Linked DNA regions of Mus musculus: regions 1, 2, 3, 4, 5 and 6 are each linked to region 7. The links are chromatin contacts, called in public ChIA-PET, Hi-C, HiChIP or PLAC-seq and promoter capture Hi-C maps. All regions are on one chromosome and are shown on one strand. The core of a region is the stretch at or near the end of the contact, and the rest is flanking DNA. Distances in the headings are between cores, read along the strand shown. Region 1 overlaps M1ap (meiosis 1 associated protein). Region 2 holds the start of Dok1 (docking protein 1). Region 3 holds the start of Pcgf1 (polycomb group ring finger 1). Region 4 holds the start of Wbp1 (WW domain binding protein 1). Region 5 holds the start of Dqx1 (DEAQ RNA-dependent ATPase). Region 6 overlaps M1ap (meiosis 1 associated protein). Region 7 holds the start of B230319C09Rik (RIKEN cDNA B230319C09 gene).

Region 1 (2,980 bases), core at 46-2,545, 450 kb before region 7:
GGTGGTTCACAACCATCTGTAATGGGATCAGATGTCCTCTTCTGGGGTGTCTGAAGACAGCTACAGTGTACTCACATAAAATAAATAAATCAATCTTAAAAAAAAAGACAGTACTTGGGCTTATCATATGCTCAATCACACATCCTTTGTTTCATATGCATGATGCTCTGGGTTTAACACACAGCACTGCAGAAAATAATATGTAGTGTCATACTGACACAGGAATAGACCATTTGTCCTGTCCAGAACTTATTACTGAGCCCAGAAGCAGAAAGTCACATGAAAACATAATGTGTGGTGTGGCTGCCATGGAAAAACAATGAAAATAGATTAGTGTAGTTACTAAATCATGCTGGAACGATCATTGATCCTTCAGGAAAAAAGAGAAGTTGGATCTCTACTTTATAAAACCTAAATATGAGAGAGAAAACTTTTAGAAGAGAATGTATAAGAAAAAACTTAATGACTGTAGGTGAGGAGAAGGAAGAATTTCATATGAGACACAAAGTCTGCTAGCTACAGAAGACTGAAGAAGCATCCCTATAGTAAAATCAGAATTCCTGTTTGTCAGAAGACACCATGGAAAAGGGAGTCAGAAAAACCACACCTACAGCTCTCACTCAAGTAACCAGCGAGAAGTTGCTGTCTGGAATGCAAACGTTGTAACATCATCATAAAGTGGAGCACCACAGCTGAGAGGAACGATGCTCATGAATGTTTATACGGGGGGTGGGGGGTGTTGGGGGGGTGGGGAGAGGCAGGCCACTCATGGCATATAGAAGACTGTGCTTCTTACAAAGCTCCAGGAAGTTAAAGCAATGAAATATTACTTAAAGCAGTAACCTTTTTAAAAGAGAAAGAATGATAAGGAAGTTCAGCATAGCAAGGCTTCCTCTGAGGAGGAGGGAAGAGCACACAGACATGTCGTGCTATTCATGACATTCTGTATCTCAAGTTAACAAAAGAGATTCATGATGTCTGCTTATGGCTGAGCTTTTAGAGCTTACAAGGGCACACCTGATACGTCTTCATTTGCATACGATAAAATTTTTATACTAGTCTTCTAAAGAATGGATAAGTAATAAATATGCCAAAACTCGGGAGGTCACAGTGATCAATATACTTTGGCATCCAGACAGCATCTGTCCAGGTTGACAACCGTCTGCACTGATTGGGTATGTGAGTCTTGAAGCAGTTACAAATCAGCTTAACGAGGCTGTCAGCGAGCCTACAGTTCTCAGCCGTGTACACAAGGATATCAGGTTCCTTTGCTAAGTGCTCACAAACCATCTGTTTAAAATTTCCTCCTAGAGTTTACCAGGGATCGATGTCAAGATCCTTGGAAAGGCAGCCTATCCACATGTGTTCTCAGGAAATACCAAATGTTAACAATCCAAACAAAGAAGATGGAGATTCATTGCTCCTTAGAAGAGTCCAGAAAGAAGTAGGGGTAGGGGATTGGAGGGTCCCCTCTGTACTTTAAGCAGTTGTCAGACTCTGATGTCTTACAAAATAGGCCAGATGAGCAGCTGCGCATCGAGTTTGTCTTGGATAACTGCATTAAAGTCGTTTTCCTGTGGCATTAAGTCTAAATTAGAAGCTCTGTTGTGTTTGCTACCTAAAGATTTTTAACCCAGACAGACATGTGTTTCATTAAAAGAAGCCGTGATCTCAGAAAAATAGCATCCCCTCCTTTTATACTTAAATGAAGTGATAGGAATTTAGCAGCATATCTGAAATTACTTGAAAATGGCGATTTTTTAAAGTTTGTTCTTGCCGGGTTGAGGAATAGTCTACATACCAGAAGTTACATGCATTCAACATGTACAGCTCAGTGAGTTTTCACAGTCCTGTACCCCTACAGATCATCACCCCAGTCAAGATATAAAATCCTTGCATTGTGCTCAAAGGCCCCTCCTCCCCTACACACACACACACACACACACACACACACACACACTCAATCCCACCCTCCGCCCTTTACTTCCCATTTTACAAAAGTAGAATCATACTATATATATATATATATATATATATATACTTTTGTGTCTGACCTTTTTCATTCAGATGTTGAGATTTGTCCATGGTGTTTATAACAAGTCTTTATTGTTGAATAGTAATATTTTACATAAATAATTTGTTTAACTATTCACCTGTCAATGGACACTTTGGTTTTCTATTTTTGACTATGAGTAAAACTGGTATAAATGCCTACACACAGATCTTTCCAGGCATGGATGCTTTCATTTCTCCTGAGTCCTTATCATTTATCTTTTCTAATACATGTACTTTCAATTCATTTGTGGATTTGTATTTAAAGTATATTGAGCCAGGCATGGTGGCAAGGCCTTTAATCTCAGCACTTCATAGGCAGAGGCATGTGGATCTCTGAGTTCAAGGCCAGCCTATCTACAGAATGGGTTCCAGGACAGCCAGAGCAACACAGAGAGACTCTATCTTGAAAACCAATAAGAATAAGAATAAGAAAATTTGGGCTGGTGAGATGGCTCAGTGGGTAAGAGCACCCGACTGCTCTTCCAGAGGTCCGGAGTTCAAATCCCAGCAACCACATGGTGGCTCACAACCATCCGTAACGAGATCTGACTCCCTCTTCTGGAGTGTCTGAAGACAGCTACAGTGTACTTACATATAAATAAATAAATCTTTAAAAAAAAAAAAAAAGAATAAGAAAATTTGTTGTAGACAACATATTATTTATTTATTCTGATAACCTCTAAGTTTTACTTGGAATGATACTCCATTAATAATTATTTAAGTGTTGATATGGTTAGTTTCATGTCTATTGTTTTATTCTGTTGTTTGTTAATTCTGTTTGATTGGTCTTTTTTTCTCCTGCTTTCCTGCCTTTGAGGGGTGTTCAAATATTTGTAAGATTTGGGGCTAGAGAGATGGCTCAGCAGTTAAAAGCTTTTGATGTTCTTTCAAAGGACCCAGGTTCAGTTCCTGCAGCTACAACAGG
Region 2 (3,204 bases), core at 178-2,677, 410 kb before region 7:
TCAAAGGAGAACATTACCTGAGGGGGTGGGGGAAACACGTTAGGCGTGTCATAAAAAATGAGTCACAGGCCTGACCAAGTTACTGTATCTGCACAGAAGAGACCACCTGAGAATGGAATTGTCACCTACAGCTACTCAACCTGGTAGCCCTCCCTGACGGGTCATCCTCCCAGACAGCCCCATGCACCTTGTCCCGGCCATAGCGACGCAACAGAGTGTAGGGCCAGAAAAGGAGCGGCTCCAGGATTTGACTCTGCGCACCCAAAGTCAGGAGAGTCAGCTTCTCAGCTTCCACCCTCAGTATGTAGGAGCCTTGCAAGCCGCAGCGTTCAGAAGCCTCGGTCTTCTGCGAGGTTACCCAGAACTGGGATCCTGGAAGAACACATACGAAGGAGAAGGAGCGCTGGGGCAAGTTAGGGACTCGGTTGACTCCAATCACTAGCTCCCCAAGGGCACCTCTTCAACCCACTCCATTCCTGCCAGACATCTACCTTCCCAGGTGGGGCTGTACAGCGAATTCTCCAGCATCTCCAAGGCAGAAAACTTAGGTTGGTTCTCCGTCTGCGCCAAAGCCCAGCCGCCTTTCTGCAGAAAAGGGAACATGGAAGAATTATATATAATTCTCTTGGGTCTAGGGTAGGTGCAAGAAGTCCAGTGCCTCTATAATAGCTCCATCCTCGCAGTGTCCCTTAAGCCCAGAGATGCCCACCCCCAGTCACTCACCGGAAAGGCGGTTCTGCATAAAGTCTGCACCCAGGCGGTGCTGGATACGGCGTCCGCCGCCAGCAGGTGCGAGCGCTGTGCGGTGTCCAGGCGGAAGGCAACAGCGCCGGGCTCAGGGGGACTCTCCACAGTCACCGGCACCACGCTCACACATTCAGCCAGGCGTATCATCTTGCAGTCTAGACGGCGAGAGCCGCCTCGACCCCCTCTAGAGCTCGACCCCTTGTGATCAAAGAATTCCAGCCGCGCCACGCCGTGAGGACTGGCTGGGTAAAGCACAGCCCAAGTTTTCCTCCACCTCTGGGAAAGAACGAAAGACTCGAGAGTGCGCGGTGGTAGCACGCGCCCCACAAGGAAGAAGAGACCCATGAAGGCCGATCTGAGTCTGGGGCTTCCCAGGCTGAGCTACTTTCCCAAAGATAATGGCATCCCAAGACCGCACCAAGGAGGGCACAGCCCGAGACTTTTAAGGGAACGTCTTGGGGATCTACAATTGCCCGCGCGCCGTTCCGACCTTCTTCCGGCCCCTTCCCTCTTTCTGGATTCTTTCACCCACTTCTAGTCCAGAGGGGTTTCGCCATCCCCCACGCCACAAACAAACTACCTTGGTCCCGAAGCGCTGACTCTGCAGAAAAAGCGGACCCTCCATCACAGCCCCGTCCATGGCCCAGGCGATTCCTTCCGCGCTTCCTGGCCCGGAGGGCTGGGGGCGGGGCGGGGCGGGGCGAGGCTGCAGGGTGCCGGAGGCGTGCCCGCCCCTCCCCGGCCCCTGCGGCGGTGATGGGGGAGCGGAGGGCTTGGAGGAAAACGAGCCATCAGGAAGAACTCAGGGAGAGCTCACTAAAGCCTTTATCTTTAGTGGTGCACACAGTGGCACCACTCAGGGAAGCGGTGATCACCAACCAGGGGCCCTAGTGCCTGGGGGGTGGAAGCTGAGAGTGACGACATATGTTTAACGTGACATCAGAGTGAAGGCCGTGACATCACCTGCAGGCACCTCGGGGGCGCCATAATGACCAAGGGAGCCATCGGGACAATAGTTTTCTTTGTGGGACCTTTTCTCATGGCCCAGCCCGGGAATTGGACTGGACTGTTGTTGATACTCTGTCTAGTTGGGGATGTGGAGGAACGGCTACGGGCTGGAAAGCTTCCCGTTGCCACAGGGGCCGTCCTGCTGTCCCGAAACCGTTTGCAAGTCAAGCACCCTGAATACGGCTGCCGGGCCTCCAACCTGCGGGAAAAGAAAGCTTCATTGAGCCGGGAGGAGTGGGAGGGGGTGGCGTGGCTGCAGCCAGCTCCACAGGGGAGGGGAAGATCTAGAGGAGGGAACTGGCCTGGCCGGAATGGAGGGAGAAAGCGGAATGTGGGAGGGCTCTAGGGGACGTGGGAGGGACCAACGAAGAGGGGAGAGGAAGGGGGGGTCCAGTCTCCCCTGGCCGAACACTTTTTTTCTGAGAAGTCCTGAAAGTAATCTCCAGGACCAGGACTCTGCTTCCAGCCTCTGGAGTTGTGCCTAGTCGAAGGTAGGGGAGTTACTGCTGGCCAGCGGGAAGAGGAGTTGGGGATGGAGAGGATGGTGGACCAGGAGAAACGCTGATTTGGGATGGAGTCGGGAAAGCCAACCAACTGACAGTTTTATTATTGGTCAAGGAGCGAAACAGAAGAGTGGAAAGCTGAGCAAACTGTTGGGGATGGAGGCTTCAGGGTGCAATTTGCAGGCCCTACGCTGAACACCAGGGCTTCGGAGCCAAATGCCCCCAGAACAAAGCTGTCTTGTCTGAGTTGGGGGAAGCAATGGAGGGCCCCCCTTACTGTGGAGGACTGTTTTCAGCCTCGGATAGAGAAGGCCTGAGCTGGGGAGCTAGCCCTAGCTTCTGGTTGCCCAGTGACAGAAAAAGAGGTGTTCCAGGGAGCTTGGATAACTCCATACCAAACCCTGCCCAGCTTGAAGCCTAGGTCTCCTGGAGTCCCTGACCCTGCAGCATATTTGCCAGCCCATGTGCTAGGGAGGGTGGCAGAAGGTTCTCCTACTCCGGTTAGCCTCGGCCCTTCCTGCATGGGCATCTGCCCCCATAGGAAACTGAAGAGTCTTCTCATTCATAGTGCTGAGATTTCCAGGGCTGGGCTCCCAGGCTCCCCTTGCCTGTGATGCCATCTGTCTGTCTAACTGCATGGGTCTTGCTGTCATTTCTCCTGTGCCTGCACCTTGGCTTTTATTCCCTCTCCTCATGGTTTTTGCCTCTCTGTGTCATTCCCCATTACTCTGTGCTTTGGTTTTTTTGGTTTGATTAAAACCATCTATCCATATTCAATGTGTCTCTCACCCCGTGCCTTTCTGTTTTTTCCCCTTCGTTCCCACAGTCTCCCTTCCTGTCACATCCTGTCTGGGTCGTCCTCTCTGTGTCTCTTCCCAATATCTCTGTTTACCCAACCCATCCGTAGACTCTCCATCTCTAACCCATACCCACCCCATGGATGAAA
Region 3 (3,307 bases), core at 673-3,172, 360 kb before region 7:
ATACTTGGCTCCACAATTTTTTCAATGTTATGATTTACTTATTGTTTTTGTTGATTTTGAGACAGTCTTAAGTGTCTAGGTTAGCCTCAAATTTGCTATGTAGCCTAGGATGGCCCTGCACTCCTGATCCCCTAAGCTTGTGCCATTTTTTTTTTTAACAGTTTTTTGTTTTTTTCGAGACAGGGTTTCTCTATAGCCCTAGCTATACAGTGCTGGGATTAAAGGTGTGCGCCACCATGCCCTGCTTTTTTTTTTTTTTTTTTTTTTTTTTCTTCTGAGACAGGGTTTCCCTGTGTAGCCCTGGATGTCCTGGAACTCACTCTGTAAACCAGGCTGGCCTTGAACTCAAAAAACCGGCTGCCTCTGCCTCCCAAGTGTTCGGATTAAAGGCGTGTGCCACCACTGCCCAGCTGGAACTCACTTTTAACAGTTTTCTTGAGGTCTAATTTATGATACGCTGCAAGTTGCAAGTATTTAAAGTGTATACTGTAATTGGTTTTGCCCCATGTACATGTCCACTAAACTAGCACCACCATCAACATGAGAAACACATCATCAAAAACGTGTGTTCTTTGTAACCTATGATCAGAATCACTTTGCCATGCTGTGGGAAGAAAGGTCTAAAGAGGGAACGATATAGACATGGGCAAGCAGTCAAGACCTGCAGTGGCTCAGAGGTGACTAGGTGGCCTGGGCCAGGAAGGTAAACCATAGCTGTATGTAGTCGATTAACAAGTCTTTAATACTTTCCTGACGCTTATGTACTACCACTTATGGGGTAACAGACATACACTCCTTTCTGTGAGGTTCCTGTTACCTTCAACCTAATTATTCCAGTTCTTTTAGACCCCATTCCTTCCATTGGGGCTCTCAATCCACACCTGTTTCTTTGGTCGTTCCTCTTCACACTGCCTTTTTTTTCTATTTCCATCACATTTATACCTCTCGTGCATCCATTTGTCAATCATGCCCACACAAGAGTCCCAATTTTCTCCAGAGAGCCTTTCAAGTTTCCGCCAGTCTCTCCCCTCTCACTCGAATCTCCAGTTGTACTCGATGCTAATAACGCTTCAGAGTAAATTTATTCTTTTAAAATTCCGCCGTAGGGACCCAGTGATGACAGTGTACCAGACCCGGGAACCCCTGTGTCCTCCCCAAGTGCGGGCCCGGGCCTATGCTACTGCAGGCACTCGCTGCCCAAGTCTCCTCGCTGTCAATCCTCCCCTCCTCCTTCGGCATCTGCTCTGCATTAGTCTGTCCCAGGCCTCCGCAGGCGCCGATGATTAAATCATCATCATTAGCCAGGGCCTATTCTCCCCATCCTCGGCAGCAGGGAGAGAGTGGGGAGTAAGAGCTCCCGGTTCCCCGGGGGGTCTCTCCCTCTCCACCCCGCCCAGGGCACCCTCTCCCAGACTTCGCGAGCCCGGAAAAAACTCCCGCGGCGCAGACGGGAGAAGGCCCGCGGCTGGGACGCAGCTCCGCAACGCGGACGCCGCAGCGGAGCAGGACTGCACTGTATAGAGAGGACCCCGGGTCGGAGGCGAGGTCGGGTCCCAGGACTCCCACACTCCGGAGCTGTAGCGGCGGGCGATAGCCCGGCTTCGGGGTCCCAGGGCACACAGGCTCTCTTAGCACAAGCTACCGAAGTTGATCCAGAGGTTGTGTGCGCGCCGTTGGAAGGACGCCCGTGGGAGCGTGCACCGCAGAGACCCTGCTTCACTCAACCCCCCTCCATAACGACCACCGATTGTTGGGGGGGCAGCGGGCTCAGGTGAGCACACGGGGAGCTAAAGAGGGGGCGAGGGCGGGGTGTGCCGGAAAACTAGCCAATCCGGAGAATGTGAGGCCCTCGTTGCTAGGAGACAAGTCCCGCCCCGCAGGCGGTACCGGAAGTGGCGGGCTGGGATCAGCCTTTAAGATGGCGTCTCCTCAGGGGGGCCAGATTGCGATCGCGATGAGGCTTCGGAACCAGCTCCAGTCAGTGTACAAGATGGACCCACTACGGAACGAGGTGCAGGGGCAGCGGGATGACTGCTGGGGTCCGTTAGCTGTGTGAACCCAAACGAAGGAGAGGACGGGTGGCGGCGGGATGGGCGCCCAGTGCGCTTGCGCAGCCACGGGGTGCGCGATACGCACGCGCGATTCTGGCCGAGTTGCCAAACGCTGGACTTGGACGCTTGCGCGTTGTGTCTCCGACAGCGTCTGGTCTCCCGAGGGAAAAAAGAGAGTCAGGCGGGTCCGCGAAAAGAGAGCACCCGCTGTGCGCGGAGCCCTCTGCTGGGCGAAGGGGGAGCTCACTCCCCCGTCTCTTCTCGGGGGCCAGACGACCCAGTCCAATAACAAACTGCTCTGTTGCTGGGAATTGCAGAAGGTGAGATGGGGTGGGCTTGCAAGACCAGTGGGGAGTGACTGAGGGTGTGTCCACAGGAGGAGGTCCGGGTGAAGATCAAAGACCTGAATGAACACATCGTTTGCTGCCTGTGCGCGGGCTACTTCGTGGATGCCACCACCATCACAGAGTGTCTCCACACCTGTGAGTGTCCCGGATCCTGTCTCTCCTCTTCCAAGCTGGCTGCCAGCCTCTGTGCTGCCTGTCCCATGTGTCGGGTTCCCAAGGGACCTGAGCATCTTCGTTTCTCCTCTTACAGTCTGCAAAAGTTGTATCGTGAAGTACCTGCAAACCAGCAAGTACTGCCCCATGTGCAACATCAAGATCCACGAGACGCAGCCGTTGCTCAATCTCAAACTGGATCGGGTCATGCAGGACATAGTGTATAAGCTAGTGCCAGGCTTGCAAGACAGTGAGTGGCCACCTTATATTTGTGGGGCCTCCTGACTCTAATGCTGGGTGGCACCTTGACGTTTTGTTCCCAACAGTTTTGTTGGGAATCAAAAAAATACAAAGATAAAGAGGTCAACAGCCAAAACAAAGAGAATTAATATGGCTGCCCTTCACCCCTCCTTAGGTGAAGAGAAACGGATTCGGGAATTCTATCAGTCCCGAGGCTTAGACAGAGTCTCCCAGCCCAGTGGTGAAGGTATGTCCTTGGTGCTCATTTGGGGGAGGGGGGCAATTAAAGCCCTCAGAGCATCTCTTTTGCCTGGTTTTGCTCTCTGGGGAGAAGAGGGTATGGAACCTGTACCAGCCTCCTCAATATCTACTTTTCCTCAGAGCCAGCCCTGAGCAACCTTGGCCTCCCCTTCAGCAGTTTTGACCACTCTAAAGCCCACTATTATCGATATGATGAACAGCTGAGCCTATGCCTGGAGCGGCTGAGGTGAGGGGCAGGTCAGAGGTTGCGTGAAG
Region 4 (3,049 bases), core at 478-2,977, 320 kb before region 7:
AACAGCATGGATGACTGAAGGACCTGAGCTACAAGAGTGCTCTGAAATGTCTGCCAGTGGAAGTGTGGGGTGGTTGAGGGTCCTGGCTTGGAAGGGGCTACTGGTTCTGCATCCAAGAGCTTCAGGTCACTCACGAAGGTCAAGCAGTGAACCGGTTGGAACAGGGCCAGCCCCGTGGCATGCCCCATGGTAAGCCAACAAGTTGATTTCACGCTGCCGCTGTTGCTGTTGCAGCCTGAGTTTAGCCCTTCGGTGGCGGAAGGCACAACAGCAGCTAAAGAGGATGAGGACAGTCCAAAGCAGCCAGAACCCTGCAGGAGGCAAAGAGGGCACAACTCAGACCACCACCCCAGACTCCAGCCCTAAGCAGAGAAGGGTCTTTGGTAGCTGAGTTCAGAAATCCAAGGGAGGATGGGCATGGAACCTGAGATGGATCCCTTTGAAGACTCACACCAGAGTTCATAGTAGTAGGTGCAGCAGCCAGTCTCCCCACAGCAATGACCAGTCTCACAGAGGTAGGGCTGGGTATTCACTCCTGGGCACAGCTCTCGAAGCTGGAGGCAAGGAGGCACTAAGAACCAGGGGCTTCTACCCAAGGCCCTGTCCACCCCCACCTCCTGCACGCACATACAGTCCCACCCACGAGCCGACCTAGCTTGGAAGGATGGCATGGGATGCTAAAAGGAGGGTCTATATGTAGGGCTATCAGTATGGAAGATTTAAAATGCCAGAAACTAGTGAGAAAGTAAAGTGTAAATACAGAGAAAGTGATATCAGTTCTTTAAACCCAATACTTTTCTCACAGAAGCCTGGCCCCAAGGGTGGTTTTTTGTAGGCTAATGTTTTAAAAGAAACAAAACATAGTGTGACAATGGGTAGGAATTTAAGGCCATTTCCAAAGCTAAAAAGCTTTCAACATCTCCCACCCCAAAGGTCTGCCTCCCACACCCCCAAGATGGTTTTTTTTTTCCACCCCTGGGTCTCAAGCTCCCTGGGGTAGAGGAGGCACAGTGTGAGACCCAGAGCAGTGCTCCCAACCAGATGGGATTGCTGTGGATGATAAAGGATGGTATCCAGGGCGCGAGTCTGGGTTCCAGCTCGTCTCCAAATTGCTCCCTCAAGAGAAGATGCTGCCGGACTCTGCTGTGACAATAGGCACAGAGAAAAACATCACAAATAACTGCTGCAAGACAGAGGGAACCTCCCTGGGGGTTTCACTACGCCTCTGGTAACTGGAGAGCCACTGCAGGCTTGCATTGCAACCATGAGATGGGGTCTAAGAGGGTGCAGGTAAAGTCAACTGCATCTACGTAATAAGTCTAGACAAAGAGTAGAATGGTCATGTTCAGGAACTTCAGAGTACCTTTGGCTCCATGAGCTCCTCCCCCACCCCGGACAGGAAGTGACAGGAAAGGGGAAAGAGAAATAAATGGCTGTAGTGAGATAAGCTTTTAGAGCTGCTGGGATACCTGCTGTTGCGGCGCCTGAAGTGACCCCCAGGCCTCTTCGCTGCTGTTCCTGCTGCTGGCCCGAGCCATGCCTCCACCTACAGACCCCTGAAGACCACAGCCTCCTCCACCGCCAGCTGCCCCGCCCCTGCCACCTCTGCCGCCACTTCCATGGTCCCTGCCCGGCCCATCGCCACCGGTGCCACCATCACTCCGCGGCCGGAGCTCCCGGCCGGGGAGAGCACCTCCAGAGGACACAGTTGCTCAGTCCAGCCAATCAGAATCGCTAACTAACAGATCAGCCAATAGGAACCGGTCACAGGTTTCTCCTTTTGCCCAATCCGCAGCGGCGCCTGTGCCGCTCTCCCAGACAACAAGAACTCACACAGACAAAGACAGGGGAAAGGCTCGACCAAATGCCTGACTGACAGCAACAATAGCCAGTACGGACAACAGAACAAGCTTTGACTTATCGGCCAATGAACGGCCGTTCAGCACAAAAATTTTCGCCGATTGGCTGAATGACTTTACACACTCAGGTTCAGACTCCGCCGGCTTCCCACTCCAGCAATTCGATACAAGCTGAGGCACTGTACGAAATTTAATAGGGTGGGGGAGACAGCAGGAATGTGGCGTGGGAGAGGTCTTAGGTGGCCAGGAGTGGGGACCCCGGGCCCTCGGGCCCTCCCAGCCGTAGCTGCAGGTTGATGCGGTAGCACTGTAGGCTGCAAAGGGCCTGGCCGGTGCGGGAGCAGGCATAACGACGCGGGTGGGGGCAGCCGGGGACAGAGCATCGTGGAGCGGGGCCCGATGGGGCAGGCCGCTGTGCCACCGCCGTGGGTGTGGGAACGCCGGGAGGAAAAGACAAGGTGGAGCCCTGTGCCCCGCTGCAGTAGCGCACCATGGGTGCAGGGGCCGGGGCAGCAGCCCGTCCTCCGCGCCGCTCGCCCCGCGCCGCCCCGCGCCCTCCACGCCCGCTAGGAGCGGCCGTCTTGGTGAGGCGCTCAATTGTCTGATTTTTGTGCTCCTCGGCCCTCCTCGCCGCCTGCAGCCGCCGCTTCCGTGCACGCTCCTCACGCTTCAGCAGCATCTCTTCGGTGAGGGCAGGGGCAGGGCAGCCCCCACCCACTGGCAGAGGCAGAGTCGGGGACGGCTGGCTCCGCGCCTTCTGGAGGAGGGCTCGCTGGGGAAAGAGACAGAGGATGTCTGAGAACCAAATGGCGAGGTTTTTGGGGTCACCCACCCCTATTTTCGTTTGTTTTTGTTTCGAGGCGGTCTCACTATATAACTTTGGCTGCCCTGTAAGTCACTATGTAGACCAGGCCAGCCTGGAGCTCACACTCTTGCCTCTGTTCCCTAGGTGCTGGGATCAAATGCTTGTGCCACTGTCCCCATCTTTAGGGACCCTTAATACCACACTTCTCTTCCCAGGGTTCCTGCCTCTCACTCAGGTCCAAAGGAGGAAACAAAAGTATGGTACCCTGCCTGCCCCTTGTGTAGGTTTTTGTTGTTGCTGTTATTTTAAATAGTATCTCAGGAAAAAACATCAACTTGGATTTGGCTCAAACCAAAAAGAATTACCCTGGATTCCTTTTTTCTCC
Region 5 (3,347 bases), core at 424-2,923, 380 kb before region 7:
GGAAGGTGTTCACCTCAAGGGCATGGAAGTAGTGACCACTATCCTGTCTGCCTGTGGTTTGTTAATGTCGAAGTTCTAACAGAAGCAACACTTATCTTCATCTCCCTACTCTCCCCACCACTGTTCCAAGATAAATGGGGAAGGGCCATACCCTTAGCCCCTGTCGACTTAACAGGGCAGGGCTCTGGTTTTTGTAGGTGGCTTCATCCCATTCGTCGACAGCTAGGGGAAGAGAGTGAGGAGTTTGCGCTCCGTGTACAACAGGTGGTAGTGAACAGGGGTGTGGTGGAAGTGGGGGGGTCCCTCCCTCCTGGGGAGAAGGGGAAGAAGACCTGACGAGGCTACAGCTATAACCTTCCAATTCTCCCTAGCTGGTGGCCAAAGAATTGGGCCAGATAGGGACACGGCTCACTCCAGCAGACAAAGCAGAACACATGAAGCGACAAAGACACCCCAGATTACGCCCCCAGTCAGGTGTGTGATCTGGGCACAAAGATGCTTGCTGCGCTTGGTGGTTTTGCTTCCCTCCTTACGCGTGTCTGCCTCTCTCAGTAATCCACTCACCTCATTTTTTTTTCTTTTAAACAGTGCAGTCTTCTTTTCCTTCTCCTCCCAGCCCTTCTTCTGATGTGCAGCTGACCACTCTCGCTCACAGAGTCAAGGAGGTTCTGCCCCATGTGCCATTGAATGTCATCCAGAGAGACCTGGGTATGGGAAAGGGTAGCATCACAGAATGGCAGACACAGGAAAATGGGTCTCAACAGAGAAGGGGTACAGGGAGTGGACACTCTGCCCCTCTCTTCCCAGCCAGGACTGGGTGTGTAGACTTGACCATCACAAACCTGCTCGAGGGGGCTGTGGCTTTCATGCCTGAAGATGTCACTGAGGGATCTCAGTCCCCGCCTGCACCCTCTGCCCCAAAGGTGAGACCTGGAGTAGTCAAGGCCAAGACTTAAGGGCAGGTCTGGGCAGTCTCTGCTCCCTCTCCCTGACTTCTCGCCTTGATGTTGAGACCCTAGCACAGTGCCTCTCTTGCAAAGTAGGCATTCGATGGGTGTATAATGATGATGACTTCGCAAGCCCTCTGACATTGTGATCACCTCAGTTCCCCAGCTCGGGCCTGGCGACCCCTCAGCCCACAGCCCTAACGTTTGCCAAGTCTTCCTGGGCCCGTCAGGAGAGCCTGCAGGAGCGCAAGCAGGCACTGTATGAATATGCAAGAAGGTGAGAGGGTTAGAGGACAATATGTGAGAAAGAACAAGTTGGAGAAAGGCCTGATGAAGCTGATGTGACAAAGCCTATACACTCTCTCCCCCATGTCCCACAGGAGATTCAGAGAGAGACAGGCCCAGGAGGCTGAATGAGCCCAAAGGAACAGGATGGTACCCAGAGCCGCAGGACGGAGACTGGGGGCAGCCCTCACCCAGCTAACAACAGGCCGGATGAGTGGGTGGTAAAAAGGGAGGGATGGGGCTCCCCCAATCTCACATTAAATTCAGGGTTTTCACTCAAGGTCTCTGTTGCCTCTTTGGGTTTCAAAAGCCCCTTGAGCAGGTTTCTTTTCCTGGGTTGAAGACTACAATATGGGTGAGAATGGTCAAAATGGAACTGTGAAATTACACTAAACTGAAGACAAAACAACTGGATCCCAGCTCAATTATAGTGTAGGCTGTCACTCCAAAACTACAAGTCCCAGAATGCATTTCATGACTATAGTCATATAGGCTCAGTTATACAAGCTCAGGGTGGCATCAGGAACCTGCTTTCCATAGGTTCCTAGCTAAGCTGACCAAGGTGGAGCAAAAGGCCCCTCCCCCCAAAATAAAGCTCTGGGATTGGAGTTTGAGCTCAGCCTCCCGGATGGGGCCGGAATTTACCTTTGTACTCCAGGGAGGCCTGGGTTGGTGTGCCTGGCTGGGTGTGTCCAGAACTGGCTGCCATCCTGACCGTGTCCCAGAGCTGCTGGCAGGTTTGAATCCAGAATCATTAATGGCCCTACCTACTGTCCCCTTCTCTCATCTCCAGATTTCTTACTTTTCCCCACTTGGGCCTTTCCCACAGATGACTGCTTCTTGTAGCTCCTGCTGCCACCGTGGGTCCCTGTGCTAGTCACAGATCTTTACTACTCAGGGATCCCAGCTACAAACAGGGTGAAAGTCCACTGGTGATGTCCTCTTAGAGACACCCAGCACGGTTTCCTGGGAAGGATGGACCCCAAGGCATTCTCCCCTGTGGGATAACGTTGGGGATCAAGCTGAGATGGGAATTCAGTATCAGTCACCAGACCCAAGGCCTTACTGGCTGCCCTGCTTTTCGTAGGTTCTATGAGCAGCCACCATGGCCTCTGGGCTGGCAGAAGAGTCTGAACTGAGTCCTGGGGAGTCTGAGCTGGCTGTGAACCCCTTTGATGGGCTCCCCTTCTCCTCCTGCTACTATGAGCTGCTTGAGCAGCGTAGAGCCCTGCCCATCTGGGCTGCTCGCTTCCTGTTCTTGGAGCATTTGGAGAGTAGCCCCACTGGAGTGGTGCTGGTATCTGGGGACCCTGGCTCTGGCAAGAGCACCCAGGTGGAGGAAGATTCTGGGAGTGGACAAAGGGCAGGGTTAAATGTGCTTTTGCCTGGGTAAAGGAGAGGGGATGTGGGCGAGGCTGACCCACTGGGTGGTAAGGTTCAGGGATCCCAGTTCAGCTGGCCATAGTTGTCTGAGGTTCTCCAGTCCTCTGACACATTCCCTCTCCCTACCCCAGATTCCTCAGTGGTGTGCAGAGTTTGCGCTGGCCAGAGGATTCCAGACAGGACAGGTTACAGTCACTCAGCCCTACCCTCTGGCAGCCATGAGCCTGGCTTCAAGGGTGGCTGATGAGATGGACCTGACCCTGGGTCATGAGATTGGATACAGCATCCCTCAGGAAGACTGTACTGGGCCCAACACCATGCTCAGGTGGGCCATCTGCAGTCTGACCTGAGCTTAACTCCCCCTGTGGAGTGGAGACAAACCCAACTGCCTATTATCTCCTTATACCCTCAGCTCAACCTGCAATGGAGTCATGTGATACAAACCTCACTCCCCTACCACAAGATACAGGATATAGTGCATAAACCAAGTGCTCTCAACAGAGATGTGGGATCACACTTAATGGTCCACAGGCTTAGGACATCTTTTTCTGTCCTTCAGTATCAGAATCTGGGCAACTTGGGGAAAAAAAATACATGGATTTTGGTCTGGTCCATGTCCACACTGACTCCCTGCCCTCTACGAATGCCAACAGGTTTTGCTGGGACAGGCTATTTCTGCAGGAAGTAGCCTCAACCCGGGGCCCTGGAGCCTGGAGTGTGCTGATACTGGAT
Region 6 (2,958 bases), core at 53-2,552, 430 kb before region 7:
CCACTTCCTCAGAGTCTCTGAGATGATCCATCACTCAGCAAGCATTTCTCCCAGTGCTTTCAATCCCTTTTCTTTTCTTTTTGACAAATTGGAGGTTGAACCCAGGATCTCACATATGCTAGTCACTCTACCCTGATTCTATATCCCCAGGCCTCCATTTGTTTGTTTGTTTGTTTGTTTGTTTGTTTGTTTATGTATTTAGTCTGAGACAGGTCTCATTTTAAGTTACCCAGGGACTTGAACTTACTCTGCAACCCAAACAAGCCTTGACTTCAAGACCTTCCCATCTCGGCCTCCCTGACCTTGCTTTTAATACAGTTGTTGTTTTGTTGTTGTGTTGTTGTTTTGTTGTTGTTTTGTTGTTTAAATAAAGGCAGGGTCTCATGTAGCCCAGGTTAACCTTCTGAAACTTGCTATGTAGCTGAGGATAGCCTTTGCTTCCCCAGCATCGGTATGCACAGGCACCGCTATACTTGGCTTAATGCTTATAGTAGAGGATTTTTTTTTTGTTCATTTCGTTTTTTGTTTTTTGAGACAAAGTCTCTCCCTGGCGTAGCCCTGGCTGTTCTGGAACTCACTTTGTAGGCCAGGCTGGCCTCAAACTCACTAAGATACTCCTGTGTCCACTTGCTGAGTACTAGGATTAAAGGTGTACACCACTATGCCTGGGGAGTATGTGATATTTTAGACATTAGCATTTTAACACATTTTCCTGAAAATATGCATCCTTCAACACTCTTGCCAGGATTATAGTCCAAGACAATGAAGTAAAGACATATAAAACAAGACGTGCATCTCAGTGTTATTTACAGTGGTGGAAAATTAGAAATAACTTAATGTCTTAAATGGATGAATGGATGTCCTGGTTGACTTTTTGTCAACTTGTCACAAGCTAAAGGTATCTGGGAGGAGGGACTCTCAACTGAGAAAATGCTTCTGTAAGACTGGTTGGTAGGCAAGTCTACAGGGCATTTTCTTAATGTGGGAGAGGCCATCCTATTATGGGTGGTACCTCCCACTGGGCAGGTTATTACAGGATATTTTATCTCACTGTGATCAACCCAGAGATTGTTATTTACTGAGAAAACCTGATTTTAGTTGTAGTGTGGCTCAGCCTTAGCACACACCTTTAATCCAAGAGCTTTCTGATTAAATTCTATCCAAGAGCTTTCTGTAAACGGATTAAATAAAGTCAAACATAGGTCAAGAGGCGGAGCAAGCAACCAGTAGACAGGAAGTGAACATCAGATTATTAAGGGAAAAACAACCATAGACTGTAAGAGGGACTCAGGAGGACAGATAGCGAGACGCACAGGAAGTAGAAGGGACGGATACTCTGTTTGATGGAGGTTTTCTGCGACAGGGTGAGAGAGAGGTTCTTCTAGGATGTGGACTGAGGAGGAAGGTCAGCTGGGTGCTTTCTCTGCCTCTCTGAGCTAGCAGGCTTTCACCCCCACATCTGGCTCCCAAGGCTTCGTTGCTAAAATCAAACAATTGAGGTTTTATTTAAAAACTACATAGGTGGCCCTGAGTTTCATTTTTTAAAAAAGTAGTCTGAGCAAGCCATCGAGAGCTTCTTCTGTGCTCTCTGCTCCTGTTCCTGCCTCCAAGTTCATGCCTTGAGGTCCTGGCTTGGCTTCCTCTGAGGACAGACAGACAGACAGACAGCTGAAACAAACTTTTTCCTCCTGATGTTGCTTTTGGACTTGGTTTTGATTCTCCTTTGCTCACACTGTAGGCTTCAGTATTTCACTAGAACAGAGTCTGCTCATTCATGGTCTCCTTTTATGTCTGTGTGTTTGTGTGTGTGTTTGTGTGTTTGTGTGTTTGTTTGGGAAGTAGGAGGTTTCCACGCTGTAATATGCATGGGAGTTAGGGGACAGCCATCAGGAGTCGTACTCTGTGTGGGTCCCAGGGATCTTGATCTTCCCACTGCCCTCCTAGTGGGAGGAGGGACAAATCAGTTTTCTACATCCATGCTATTTGAATGACACCTTCTCTGCGTGGCATAAATCCCAAATGGCAGCACAAGAGAGAGAGAGGGAGAGAGAGAGAAGAATTTTTCACAAGCTTCAAGTCATTCATTCGACAAGAAATAGTTTTACACTTACTATGTGACAAGGCTTATTATTTGGTTTGAACATGCCTGACCCTGTTTGCACAAGTTGCCCGAACCTTGGTTTTTTTTTTTAGATCTTTATTTTTATTAGCCTGTATGGATATATATCTATATGAGTGTACGCCGCTTGTTACAGGTGGCCACCGAGGCTAGACCTGGAGTTTCAGGCAGTTATGCCCTGGCTAGCATGGTTGCTGGAACCAAACTTGGGTTCTTTGAAGGTCGCAAAGAGCTCCTAGTTGCTGATCCGTCTCCACAGCCCTGTGTGTGCTGAACTTTGCCTCCATCTCTGGTCCGGGATTTTTACATTTGGTTTATTTGTCCTTTTCAAATCCAGTGCCTCCTCAGTTCCCCGTGCAATTCTCTGTGCCCCCGCCTTCCCACACCGGGGTTCCCCACAGCCAACTCCTGTTCTAACTTCTGTCTTTCTGTTAATAGAGCTCTATCATTGTCTAAGTCACCCAGGCTTGAAACCTCATCCACTTTCAGCCATGGTGTCCTTTACACTCCAGTCACCTGGGGCCACCTCAGTTTTCCTCTCCTAAATTGGAGTTGTCCTTGTTTCCTGTTCCCAATGCTTTTCAAAAAACTTTTTCGTGAACTCCTAACTTCCCTTCCCCAGCTCCATTTTACCTACGTGGTGAGACTACATTAATCTTTCTCTCTTTCTTTCTTTCTTTCTTTCTTTCTTTCTTTCTTTCTTTCTTCCTTCCTTTTCTCTTTTCTTTCTTTTACTGTTTATTTTTAGACACAGGCTTACTCAATAACTCTGGATGGCTTAGAACTTAGTATGTAGACCAGGCTGGCCTCGAACTCACAGAGATCTGCCTATCTCTGCC
Region 7 (3,449 bases), core at 422-2,921:
CCCACCAGGCCTGGCCTGCCCACCTGTCACCACACTCATCCCAACCTTTGCTCTTTAGAGGCAGCTGAGGTGTTCTTTTCTGTCCCAGTCCCCCTCTCCTCCCCTCCCCAACCTCCTGGGCCAGAGGCTACTGCTGAGTAATTCCAAACTTAGAGTGAGCCCCTGGCCCTGTAAACCCGGGCAAACTAGAAGGAACCTACTGAGCGGGACCTGGCTAACCTAGGCAGATTAGTCATAGATTCTTGATCAGATTCTCCCCAGACTCTTCATTCTCCTCTCCCCAAAACCTACACCACCCTCTGAAAAACCCACCTGGAATGGCTCAAAGCCCCTTTCTCTGCTTCCCTCACACCAGGGAACACTGCCTTCCCAGTCTCCCAGACACCAAGTGGCACAGAATAACAGCAGACACCCGCTGGCTTCCCAGCCATGATGTTGCATCAGCCCCCACCCTACCCAAAATATCCTCACCCCCACCACCTCCTCTCCTCTCTTCAGCCATCTCCATGGTGACAGCAGCATGACTAATGACACCCTATCAGCTTCAGACTCAGGAGTGCAATTCTCCCTCCCCCTTACTGTCTTTCACCCCCACTTCCCCGAGACAACGCACCCCGGGGATTTCTGCAGATTGGAAGCAAACCAACAGTGCCAGGGCCATTCTCCAGAGATTTCCAGAGGCAGGGGTGGGAAGTGGGTTGTACGTCTTTAAAACACACACACACACACACACACACACACACACACACACACACACGCACATGCGCACACACGCACAGCGCACACATATACATACAGTTCAACAAACCAAACGCCAAACCCCAACTGCACCCAAACCATCCAGCTGAGAAAGCAAAACGAATCCAAACAAAACCCACACAGGCCTGAGAATTCATTGGCCGCCCACACTCGCGCCGCCCCTCCCCCTCAGCTGCTGCTACACACACAGTGGGAGATTAAGGGATCACCAGAGGAGACCCTTTATTTTTATCCAATCCAGTCAAACACTTCACCCCCACCGTGCAAGCCCACGTATACACACACGCACACATACACACACGCACACATACACAAGGGCAAGCGCGCACGCACTCACGTACACACACACACACACACACAAACACGCAGGGTACCTTGACAGTCGCCCCTTGTGCCCAGGGCCCCGTTCCTTCACGAGCATTTATTTCCACCTGCAAAAGAAGCCAAAGACACTGGTGAGGCAGGCCGGTAGCAGGCAAGGAGCAGAGCAGTCCAGCACAGGCCCCAGCACACTGGAGGGGAAGGGCCCGGAGAAGAAAGGCTGGACGGGACCATCTTCCTGCTCCAGCTGCCTCCCCAGCACTGTTGGGCCCCTGCGCCTTCCAGTGTTTTGTTTTCCTGCTTCGGTTCTCCGGCCTCTGGAGATCCCCGGGACCCGCTCGCGGCCTGCACACGGCCTCCCCTCCCTTCCAGGCCCAGCGCTCTACCTCGGCCGGCCTCCACTACTGCATCGGCCGCCGCCGGGCCTCCCATTATCCCCGCCGAGGGAGCGCACCGAGGGAGGCACTGCAGAGGCGGCGGCCAGCTGCCGGCTGCTCCCGCCCCGCCAGGCTGGTGTGCAAGGGGGCGGCGCGCGCGCCAGCCAATCCCGCGCCCGGCCCTCCCCGCCAAGGACCTGCCCAGCAGCCAGGCAGGGGCCTTGGTGGAGGGAGCCATCGCCACAAGGGCTGCTTCCCAGGCAGGCCGGGGATCCCGGGGCACCCTCCTACCCCTGGCAACATACACAAGACGTCCCCTGCAGTTCTAGCGGGTGCAACTGGAGTACGGCGAAGGGGTGGGGAGCGGCAGTATGTGGGTATCCCATACCGGCCACTCTCAGCCAGAGCAGAGCTGGAGCTCTGGTTCTCCAAGGAGAATCCAGGGCAGCAGAAGCCTCACATCCATCCCCCAACCCCGCCCCCCGCTTTGCAGACTGCAGATGAGTGGAGTAACTTACCGAAGGTGACACCGCTAGAACACAGCATAGCTCAAACTCCAAGCCAGGTCAGTCCTCCCTGAAGACCATATCCTTCGCCATTCTATAGTTCTACTCCCCTGCCCTCTTACACCCCACTCGGAAAACTGGCTATAGCCCATATAACCTGTGCTTCCCCAAGTCCGCTATGCCCTCTCCGGCATAGCCTTACAACCGAACAGTACTGAAATGCAATTTTCTTAAACAAGTTTCTCTTCTGGAGAAGATCCACCAGATGACCCGTCCAAAAAAACGCCCTGGGCTCCCCGCCCTTAAGAGTTTCCTTCTAGTTCTCTAACTATAGGCATACCAAGGGTTCGGTGACCAGGAGACCATGGTGGGGGGCGGGGGGGGGGGATAGCAAGGTCCTAGCAATTCACCTTCTGGGATTCAATACCCAGGCATCCTCTTTTGTCCCATCCCCCTCTCGGAAGGGGAACATCCAGGCTTCTACCTCACTTTGGTACCCACATATCCCATTCCTAGCCTGTGGTAACTTACCTCTCTTAGCCTCTCTCTGCTCAACTGAAGAATGGAACCAGCAGCCATTTCATGCAGCTGTGAGGGCCTGAGAAGGCACAGAGCCACTGCCTGACACAAGGTAGGTGCTGCTGGCTTCCAGCACTCTACATCTCTGCCAGAGCTCAGGGTGCCTTCTCATTCTCACGGATGAGTAAGCTGAGGCCTGAGAGAAGTGACTCACAGATGAGCACCCCTGCTCCAGTGACTCGTTCTATTACCCATTCCACCCCAAATGCAGAATTGTGCCCCACCCCAGGGCCCCCAGGGGGTGTTCAGAATCAGATAAGTTCTTTAGGAGCGGGCCAAGCCTGCTTCTGGTATATGGAGGCTTCAGGGCCCACACCTGTCTCCCCTTTGGCACAAGAGGCAGTCCTACTGGGTCCCTCCCAGAGCAGACAAGATAAAGGGACAATGTCCTAAATCATGACTTGATGTGACAAACTGCATGTTTGTCTTTTAACTCACTCCTGACCAGCCTACATGAATCCCCTTCCTTCTCCTGGTTCCCTAAAGCCCTGTGCTATTAAGCCCTGTGCATATGCACCCCACACAGAGAGACAGTGTGGACAATATCAATACTGCCTCTTCTATGGCAGTCACAGTGCTTCAGGCCCCCCCCCCCCCGCTACATACCAAGCCCTGTGCCAACCATGCTGTAGGTTCATCTCATTTTTCTCTACACACAGCTTGTTTTCAGGAGAGGGATATGGAGAGTATTGGAGGATAATGAACAATTTGCCCTAGAAAATTAGTGGGCAGGAATTCAAACCTGAACCCTTCTCATCCTCTGAAACCCCTTTTTCTCTCTAAGCCCAGGAAGATATAAAGACAACTGGGTCACTTCAAGTGACCACTTCCTGACAAACGGATCTGAGAATACTAATATCTTCACCCTTCCCAATGCCGCTTCCTGACCCCTCCCCCGCATGCTAAT

The links. Promoter capture Hi-C pulls out the DNA fragments that hold promoters and counts their contacts. A called contact is a pair of places that touch in the nucleus more often than the background predicts. ChIA-PET counts read pairs in DNA pulled down with a chosen protein or histone mark. HiChIP or PLAC-seq counts read pairs in DNA pulled down with a chosen protein or histone mark.
Region 1: a contact with region 7 is called in a promoter capture Hi-C map of cranial neural crest. The contact joins the enhancer-like site here to the promoter of B230319C09Rik in region 7. A contact is called at or near these places in 3 of 39 promoter capture datasets (the C10 cell line, cranial neural crest and fetal liver), 1 of 484 Hi-C or Micro-C datasets (erythroblasts) and 1 of 115 datasets of contacts at active chromatin or transcription factors (embryonic stem cells).
Region 2: an H3K27ac HiChIP or PLAC-seq map of microglia shows a contact between it and region 7, with 6 times the contacts expected there. The contact joins the promoter of Dok1 here to the promoter of B230319C09Rik in region 7. A contact is called at or near these places in 1 of 39 promoter capture datasets (pre-B cells), 1 of 484 Hi-C or Micro-C datasets (embryonic stem cells), 3 of 115 datasets of contacts at active chromatin or transcription factors (embryonic stem cells, memory CD8 T cells and microglia) and 1 of 9 other capture datasets (embryonic stem cells).
Region 3: a contact with region 7 is called in a FOXA1 HiChIP or PLAC-seq map of pancreatic cancer cells. The contact joins the promoter of Pcgf1 here to the promoter of B230319C09Rik in region 7. A contact is called at or near these places in 3 of 39 promoter capture datasets (cranial neural crest, embryonic stem cells and second pharyngeal arch cranial neural crest), 1 of 484 Hi-C or Micro-C datasets (embryonic stem cells), 3 of 115 datasets of contacts at active chromatin or transcription factors (memory CD8 T cells, microglia and pancreatic cancer cells) and 1 of 9 other capture datasets (adipose tissue).
Region 4: a contact with region 7 is called in an RNA polymerase II ChIA-PET map of memory CD8 T cells, with 39 read pairs. The contact joins the promoter of Wbp1 here to the promoter of B230319C09Rik in region 7. A contact is called at or near these places in 8 of 39 promoter capture datasets (the C10 cell line, cranial neural crest, erythroid cells and 4 more), 2 of 484 Hi-C or Micro-C datasets (cardiomyocytes and embryonic stem cells), 2 of 115 datasets of contacts at active chromatin or transcription factors (memory CD8 T cells and pancreatic cancer cells) and 2 of 9 other capture datasets (adipose tissue and liver).
Region 5: an HNF4G HiChIP or PLAC-seq map of pancreatic cancer cells shows a contact between it and region 7. The contact joins the promoter of Dqx1 here to the promoter of B230319C09Rik in region 7. A contact is called at or near these places in 2 of 39 promoter capture datasets (cranial neural crest and pre-B cells), 1 of 484 Hi-C or Micro-C datasets (embryonic stem cells), 4 of 115 datasets of contacts at active chromatin or transcription factors (embryonic stem cells, memory CD8 T cells and pancreatic cancer cells) and 1 of 9 other capture datasets (liver).
Region 6: a Hi-C map of the G1E-ER4 cell line shows a contact between it and region 7, with 2.8 times the contacts expected there. The contact joins the enhancer-like site here to the promoter of B230319C09Rik in region 7. A contact is called at or near these places in 1 of 39 promoter capture datasets (neutrophils), 2 of 484 Hi-C or Micro-C datasets (the G1E-ER4 cell line and erythroblasts) and 1 of 115 datasets of contacts at active chromatin or transcription factors (embryonic stem cells).

What each region holds. Positions count from the first base shown.
Region 1 is chr6:82,986,361-82,989,340 of GRCm38.p6, forward strand. All of the region lies in intron 4 of M1ap (meiosis 1 associated protein), which reads left to right. Among named protein-coding and RNA genes, the nearest start is that of Gm32644, 35 kb to the right of the region's middle. Within about 2 kb of position 1,296, at least 22 of the 459 cell types and tissues checked have an H3K27ac peak or open chromatin away from gene starts, as enhancers often do.
Region 2 is chr6:83,032,044-83,035,247 of GRCm38.p6, forward strand. It overlaps Dok1 (docking protein 1), which reads right to left and starts at 1,428. Exons shown (of 5, transcript NM_010070.4): 1 at 1,328-1,428; 2 at 724-1,023; 3 at 492-585; 4 at 188-372; 5 at 1-17. The coding sequence starts at 1,387. Loxl3 (lysyl oxidase-like 3) reads left to right here and starts at 2,162. Exons shown (of 14, transcript NM_013586.5): 1 at 2,162-2,246.
Region 3 is chr6:83,076,468-83,079,774 of GRCm38.p6, forward strand. It overlaps Pcgf1 (polycomb group ring finger 1), which reads left to right and starts at 1,923. Exons shown (of 9, transcript NM_197992.1): 1 at 1,923-2,011; 2 at 2,428-2,533; 3 at 2,649-2,801; 4 at 2,967-3,038; 5 at 3,173-3,278. The coding sequence starts at 1,955.
Region 4 is chr6:83,119,734-83,122,782 of GRCm38.p6, forward strand. Wbp1 (WW domain binding protein 1) reads right to left here and starts at 1,728. Exons shown (of 5, transcript NM_016757.2): 1 at 1,470-1,728; 2 at 1,039-1,143; 3 at 452-554; 4 at 135-311. The coding sequence starts at 1,538. It overlaps Ino80b (INO80 complex subunit B), which reads right to left. Exons shown (of 5, transcript NM_023547.2): 5 at 2,032-2,631. The coding sequence ends at 2,095.
Region 5 is chr6:83,056,171-83,059,517 of GRCm38.p6, forward strand. Dqx1 (DEAQ RNA-dependent ATPase) reads left to right here and starts at 1,674. Exons shown (of 12, transcript NM_033606.3): 1 at 1,674-1,969; 2 at 2,260-2,565; 3 at 2,747-2,940; 4 at 3,269-3,347. The coding sequence starts at 2,338. Aup1 (ancient ubiquitous protein 1) reads left to right here. Exons shown (of 12, transcript NM_007517.4): 7 at 198-264; 8 at 372-474; 9 at 589-708; 10 at 808-923; 11 at 1,106-1,224; 12 at 1,328-1,512. The coding sequence ends at 1,364.
Region 6 is chr6:83,008,914-83,011,871 of GRCm38.p6, forward strand. The region is part of intron 7 of M1ap (meiosis 1 associated protein); the gene reads left to right. All of the region lies in intron 2 of Gm32644 (a long non-coding RNA gene), which reads right to left. Among named protein-coding and RNA genes, the nearest start is that of Gm32644, 12 kb to the right of the region's middle. Within about 2 kb of position 1,303, at least 56 of the 459 cell types and tissues checked have an H3K27ac peak or open chromatin away from gene starts, as enhancers often do. A contact at or near this core is called in the G1E-ER4 cell line, where this site is marked.
Region 7 is chr6:83,440,084-83,443,532 of GRCm38.p6, forward strand. It overlaps B230319C09Rik (RIKEN cDNA B230319C09 gene), which reads left to right and starts at 1,672. Exons shown (of 3, transcript NR_028382.1): 1 at 1,672-2,022; 2 at 2,504-2,594. Tet3 (tet methylcytosine dioxygenase 3) reads right to left here. Exons shown (of 12, transcript NM_001347313.1): 3 at 1,134-1,190.